2 separate regions of the Anser cygnoides genome follow, and region 2 is linked to region 1. The links are chromatin contacts, called in public Hi-C maps. All regions are on one chromosome and are shown on one strand. The core of a region is the stretch at or near the end of the contact, and the rest is flanking DNA. Distances in the headings are between cores, read along the strand shown.

Region 1 (3,563 bases), core at 648-3,147:
CTGCGTTCCGGAGCTCTGAGCTGGCCACCTGCGAGGTTCAGAGGTGACGTTATATCCTCAGCGTGCAGATTAAACATTTCACAGGCTGTCCCGTGCCCCTCGGAGCCCTGGGGGTCACTGAATTTCAGCCGGGCCACGCACTGGTGGCAGCAGGCACTGGGGTCGCGGCGGTTCCCCGAGCGCAGGCGGTGGAGCTGCAGGCTGCGTCTTCCAAAGAGGAATCCACAATGGAAAGACTTAAATTTGGGAGCCACCACATCCTTTGGGAAGCCGTTCCCATGGTTAATGCGTTTACCACAGAACAGTTACAGCTCCCCGAAGGAGCTCGAGGCCTCCCCTGGCAGCGTGCCTGCCTCGCTCAGTGCTGCGGTGCCGCGCGCTGCCCCCTGAGACAAAAGTCGGGCTGCGAAGGGACTGAGTGACCTGCTCAGGGTCAGCTGCGAGAGCTGGGGACCCAAACGAAGCTGCTGACTCCGGCCATGGGAAGCATTAGTCCCTCCGTTCAGCAGTGGCTGCCGGCTGTCTCCTCGGCAGATGATGCACGCGGGGAGCGCTGCCTTGCCCTCAGCAGCTGGTAGGTCACGCAGGATTTGAGGAAAGGCTCTGGCACCGTCCCAGGCAGAGGCTGTGGGACACTCACCAGTGAATTCCAGAGATGCTGTGTCACCAAAACCCTGTCCCTGAGCGGGGGCTGTGGTCCCCACATCCCACCAGCGCTCTGGATCCCGAGCAGCTTTCCGTAGGTGGATGGTGGCTGCAAAACCCGCAGCTCCGTTCGGGAGCATCCCGACTGCTCTGGGGGGGTAAAGAGGGGAGTTTGTCCCCCGTGGGCCTCCACCAGGAAGGTGACAACTGAGATTGTGGCTGGGAGAGCTCAGCTGGCCGCAGGCTCTGCCTCTTGGGGCTGGAAACCTAAATCTATTTCCAGGGGAGAGGAACGGCAGCGCCTCCAAGCAGCGGCTGCCAACGCTGGAAGGCGCTCAGAGGTAGCAGGCATTCAAAACACTTCAGTGTTTTTCCTGGGGGAAAAAAAACCACACGAGATAATCTTACTTTGTCCATTTCTGTGCCTTCTGGGCTCTCTGCTTTGCCTTTGGGTTTGTAACTGGGCTGTTTCTGCAGCCTTAGAGGGTTGTATTTGAAGAGCAAAGCGCGCCCTTTCATCAGCTAGCTCTTTATTGCTTGCTTTCTCGTGGGGTTGGACGTGAGGCCTTGTGTGCAAACATCTTTAAAGGTTGTAGGGTGTTTCCCTCCAGTCCTTGCCCCCTGAAATACCTTCTTTGATCTGGATCCTCTCACCCTGCGCCGGAGCAGCTCTGCGGAGGGGCAGGTAACCGACTGAAGCCCCGGCGAAGCCGCCCTTCCCGAAAGCAATTAAACGTGATCCAGCCCTAATTCTTGTTTTACGGCTGCTCGTAGCAGTGCCCAAATGTTTATTGTCCCCCGTAGCCCCACACGCTGCCAGGACGGGCTTTCCAGTGGAAGGTAATAGATGATATTCGTGCTATTTATTTCCTTGCATGACACGGCAAAGCAACTGCTGCGCCGGGCGGCTTGCGCTGGTTACTCATTACAGCGATGGGGCTGTGCCAGAAAGCCCTGCCGTTTGCTCACCCCCCCCCCTTGAATATCCTGGGAACTTTCCCCTGCCCCGAGCTTCGCAAACATTTGCTGGTGGAAGGCGGCGTGTTTGTTTTAATCAGGGACTTTTCTTAAAGCTGTCGGATTAATCGCTGAGGGTGGAGGGGGACCCTCCCCGCTCCTCTCCTGGCTTTCTCGCTTCATTTTGATCAAAGCCTGGCGCTGATCCCCTGCGCTGGGAAGCTGAGGGGGCTGAGCAGGGAACCCAGGGGCTCCTGCCTCGCGGGGGGGGCTCGGGGCTGTTTTCTCAGGCTGGTTGGGATGCTGGAGCTGCCTCGCACCCTAAAGAGCGACCTGGGAGTCGCCCCAGCTGCTCTGCCGTCCCCACTCATTCATTGGAAATCCCGTTAGTGCTGGAACAATTCCATTAGCAGCACTTCTCGGGCACAGGGTTTTTTTTTTTTTTTTTTTTTTTTAACTCCGCCGATTAAAGCGGAGTCCCCGCAGCAGGCTGGGGGGCTCCTCGAACGGAGACAGAGACATTCCCCGCGTAGCTCAGGGCTGCTCAGCGCCGAAATCCCAAACAAAAGCTCTGCTGTCAGACAAAGGAGAAGGGAGCGAGCCTCCGAAGGCAGGCAGAATTCCTCCTCGGTTTGCCAGCAATTTTTTTCTAACTGTGCTTTTTTTTAAGGGCCGGTCACCAATTCAAAGCCGCGTCATTTCGCAGACGAAGATGTCAACGTTTTTAAGGTCTCACGGTGAAATAATTTCAGTGCCGCCGGTTGCAGCAGCTCTGACTGTTCTCAAACAAATGCCTTTTAAGATAAAAAAAAACGGCCTGTGCTTGGTCCCAGCCCAGAGCTGTGGTCGTGGCTGTTTTAATTTGAAACGTCTCAGCTGAACCCAGTGAGGTCAGAGGGAGCTGCAAGCGTCTGAAAGGCAAGTCGCACTTATTTCGGTGCCGAGCCACGGGCACAGCACGGGGTTTAGCTCCAAAATGTCCCCACGTGTGCCCCGAGCTGCAGCCTGCCGGGGGTGATGTGCTGGGTTCTGAAGTTCTTTACAGAACTTCACAGAACTTCAGGAACGGACCCAAACCTTCAGAACTAACCTGAAATATCTGCGGAGAGCACGCATAACAGCGTTCGATAAAAGGAAGGGGTGCAGGCAGTGCTTTGCAGGCTCAGGTTAGTCCACGTGAGAACAGTTTGGGATTTGTGATGCCTGTATGTTTTTCTCACGTGAAGGATTTTAATGATTATTTTCCCTGTTCTCTTCCCCCTCAGCTATCACAAGCCTACCCTAAGCCCAGCTTCACCAGGTTTTTGTACACCATCATAAACAGGAATCCTTGAAGCACGGGGAGAGCTCGCCTGGGGGCTGGTCGGCGTGCAGAAGGTGCATCCCTGTAACACCAGGCACGGTCGGGTGCGTGCTGCTGAGTCTGCAGGGTCTCTGCCAGCCCAGGAGCTGACCCCATCAGTGTTCCCAAGTGGCAAGTGCGTTGGGGGAGCCCGCTGGTGGAACAGCCTCCGTCTGTGCTGTGCTGGAGGGGAGCCAGCCCCGGCTCCACAATGCCACCCTGATGGGGCGGGCGCGAGGCTCCGCCGGCACAGAGGGGCCTTGTGCCGCCCCTGCCTCGGCCCCGACGCTGCCCTGCGGTGACAGCCCCTGTGCTGCCCTGCTCCCCCAGCCCAGCCCTCCTTTGTTGACAGCGAGCCCGTCTCCAGGTCCGAGGAAAATACGGGGCTTCCTCTGGCTCCTGGAGGCAGCAGCGCCTTCACAAAGGCTCCGGGCCCCAGCAGGAAGCCCCGGTCCCTTCCCTAACGAGGTTTTCCTGCCGATAAGGGGACCGGCAGGTCGGGGGCCCTGGCTGAGCCAGCGAGCTCCCCAGGGGCTGCGTGGGGCTCGGACGTGTCCCCCCGAGCCTGCCAGACGGGACTCCAGCCCCTGCCTGCCCCTCCGGGGTGCTGGTGCGGTGC
Region 2 (3,509 bases), core at 747-3,246, 170 kb before region 1:
GTAGGTCTTGGAACAGCCTCCCAAAAGGCTGGGAGGAAGCTGTACTTTTTGAAGCTTACTGCTTTTTAATAATAAACAATACACTAGAGGGCATACCAGCCTCTACTTGAGCAAGCCAGTTATCTCTCCGATCCTACAAGGAAACACCCTTCTGCCTCAGGTGACTGAGAAGCCAAATTTGCAGTTAGCATTGGAAGACCTAAAAAACAACACATCTCTCTTCTCCCACACTTCCTGTTACGTACAGATAGCCCAGTGAAATTCCAGGTGACATTAGCTACTTGATGGGGAGGAGGAGGGACCCAAATTTAGACTGTGCCTTTGCTGGCAGCCCTCTCTAGAGATGCTCTTACTGGGTACGTATCTATACTTGCCATTATGTGTAGCTGCTTACAGCATACTCTGATCATTGAGGAATATATGAAATATATACATGCCCACCAAGAGTGTAAGCAGAACAATACAGAAAAACAAAAAAGGCCAGAATAGCAAATGAATAACAAGGTACAGAGTGTGAGCAGTTGAGAACAGAAGCTTCATACCAGGCAAGACAGCCTCCCGCAGACAGCCTCCCGCAGAAGCTGACCAGCTCAGCTACGTGAGGATGCACATTTCCCACCAGATTACTGCACTGCCAAAGCCAAGAACCCTGGCATTTGATGCAGGGTACCAGCAGCTTTCAGTTATTGAAGTGCTGAGTTATTCAAATGCTTCGTGAGCAATTTTTCAGGATCTGGCTGTTACCCGTTTGCCAAGGAGCTGAAAACTGAAGCAATTCGATACAGTTTAGCTGTAGTCCAAACTCAAGGAATGATTTCTGCATTCATAAACACACAGCAAGTTAAGTTCTGACATCAGGTATTCAGTGAATTAGGATTAATCAAGATGAACAGTGATCTGTGGGGCTTGAAGAAAATGTGGCTAAAATCAAGTAACCTGTTGTCAATTGTCAGTTCCGTTTTTTTGTTTGTTTGTTCTTAAACTCCAAAACAGAACTTGAATTAGGACATAGGAAATCCCTATTGCACAGCTCCCTCTTCAGAGGGCACTGATCCAGCACAGGATTTCGGCAGCACATTTATAAGTCAGCAAAGGGACCTTACAGGGAAGCCATGTGCCTGTGAGCACGCTACCTTCAGGCACAGCAGAGCCCCGGTGCAAGTTTCAATTTCAGGCAGGCATCGAAATGCCCCAGAGGGGCGGGACAATGGCCTGAACCCAATTCCCAGTGCACGTACCAAGGCGCGGTGCTGTCCAAGAAACCTTTCCCAGGAATTTTTAGCAACTACCGTGCAGTCCTGCTAGTGTGATTTTAGAGTTCACTTTGTACTTGCCCAGTGGCTTAACTTGTTGTGAACAATTCCCCTCCCATTCCCGAGAAGAGGATTACTGCGCAATAGCCCTGGACTGAATCTTACCCGTACAGATTGTTTGCCACTCATTTCTTGGTGCAGGTTCAGCTGCGCACGCTGCTTATGTCAACTTGCTGCTGTGTGCCAGCCAAGGGCTGCTTTATTTCAACAAGCAACTGCAAGCTTTGTATCACTTCAGCTTACAGGATGTGGATTGTACATTTGGCAAAGACAGAATTGTTTTTACGGGAAAATAAATGACAAATTTGTTGTCAGAAACCTAGCCGGGGGAAATCAGCCGTATCAGAGGTCTGGACTGTGACCGCAGGACTGACAGGCACTGCAGCGACACAGGCTGCCAAGAGCAAAACAGAGCCGGGACTGGAAGTGCCTGATGTGTAGCCCTGGAAGTCAGGCTGATGGGAAAGCTGCTTTCTGATCACAGACACTCTCTGATCAGTGAATGGACTACAGAAATGCAGCTAAGCAAGCACTAGGATTTTGAATGTAAAGAGCAAAAGAAGAGCTGGAAACAGTGGGAACAAGTACAGCAGGTGGCAGAAAGCCCGAGACTTATGCCAGGAGACTGTTCCATAATCAAGTCTTACAGCTTGCTTGCTTAGAACAGCACGGGTGGCTCACCACCCTTTTCACCAAGAAGCTGGATTTGACTAACAACCAGGTTCTTAAAAGGATTCAAATGAGCTCTTGCTGCAGATTGGAAGTGACAGAGATCCACGCATTTGGCAGCGTAATTCTTCATCTTGAAGGGGTGAAGCACTGGCAAGGGGCTGTTCTGGAGATTAGAACACATTGCAAGAATTAATTTCCCCATTCAGCTGCCTGCCCCGTAGTGAACAGTGGGCTGCTCGTTTTAATTTGGTATTAGCAAATAGACAGACCAGTTACAGGAGGCGAGTACTGCTGACAGCCCTGAGAAGCTACCCAAGAACATCCTTTCACAGATGTGATGGACTGCCTACTCCCCGCCGTGTTGCAGATTGATCCATGCAGTGGTAGACATGATGAATGGTGCAGGAGCAGGAACACTGGCACCCAGGCGCCATCCTGTTCAGGGTATTTTTAGCTTCTAGTAGGAATTTGTTTTGGCAAAGGTTCTGAAATATCTTTATATCTAAACTACAGTTCTACTGTAGTATTTTAATCCAATTTAAGAGATCCCACACAGTAATAAACAGTTTTGAGCCACGGGCCAAGAGATTTTTCAATACCTTCTTTTGATCCCATTATGTACTGCTACCTCTTTATAAGTATGCAACAAGCTTGGGTGTGTAGTTTGTTTTCCTCATTCCTGAAATACACCCTTACCCACCTCAGTATCTGCAGTTTCATCCAGCAGTAGCAGGGAACAAGCAGCTGGAAGCACAACTTCCTGCAATCTGGGTGTGGGGAGAGCATCAAATATGAAACCGACCACTTCCTACCTTCCTATCCTGGAACTGGACAGCTTTCAAAGATCACCTGGCTTAAAAGCCAGCAAGAAGATGTTTTCCTTTTGGTGCTTCTAGTGCAGTGGACTGCAATTTACCCAGGAAGCAGCACATCCCTGCAATGAAACCAGGGGTTCTCTAACACAGAATAACTCTATATGGGAGCATAAGCCAGTAGCTGACAACAGAAGTTGGAGGCAAGTTCCAACAACTCAATTCCAAAGCTAGCAGGCTTATGGTCCTGCATTTCAGTCTGACTTCACGTTCACCTCCAGGTTCTTAAACCACAATGCAAATACGGTAGTAGACATATCCCCAGCTTGGTGTATGCAGAAACCAGAGAACTGCTTCATTTTCCAGCAAATAACTTAGCTGTACACAAGTCCCCAACTAAATCACAACAAAAGCAGTCAAACCAGTCTATGTTTTAATGGTAAAGACTGATGCCGTAACTACAAAATATATTAAAATACATAAATAAGATCCTGTAACAAAAATTAGTGTTTCAAGGTTATACCTCTGCCTTACGTAAATACCACATCTGCACTTAAACTCTGATGCTCTCTTCAAGAAGCTTCCTGTCCTTTGGCCTGCATAAATAACACTTCTTGCTTGATGGCTTAACTAAAATCCTACCTTTGCAATTACTCCACTCTACAGTGGAGCAGGGAACTGAATGAAATGCTTGTCATTTTTGGTCCAGTAC

What was found. Hi-C and Micro-C count contacts between places; a contact is called where the count stands out from the background.
Region 2: a Hi-C map of liver shows a contact between it and region 1, with 2.1 times the contacts expected there. The contact joins two enhancer-like sites. A contact is called at or near these places in 2 of 7 Hi-C or Micro-C datasets (both in liver).

The regions. Positions count from the first base shown.
Region 1 is chr12:13,504,810-13,508,372 of Taihu_goose_T2T_genome, reverse strand. All of the region lies in intron 4 of CFDP1 (craniofacial development protein 1), which reads left to right. Among named protein-coding and RNA genes, the nearest start is that of BCAR1, 17 kb to the right of the region's middle. Within about 2 kb of position 1,897, at least 2 of the 3 cell types and tissues checked have open chromatin away from gene starts, as enhancers often do. A contact at or near this core is called in liver, where this site is marked.
Region 2 is chr12:13,679,033-13,682,541 of Taihu_goose_T2T_genome, reverse strand. BBS2 (Bardet-Biedl syndrome 2) reads right to left here. Exons shown (of 16, transcript XM_048078598.2): 16 at 3,214-3,509. Among named protein-coding and RNA genes, the nearest start is that of OGFOD1, 13 kb to the left of the region's middle. Within about 2 kb of position 1,996, at least 1 of the 3 cell types and tissues checked has open chromatin away from gene starts, as enhancers often do. A contact at or near this core is called in liver, where this site is marked.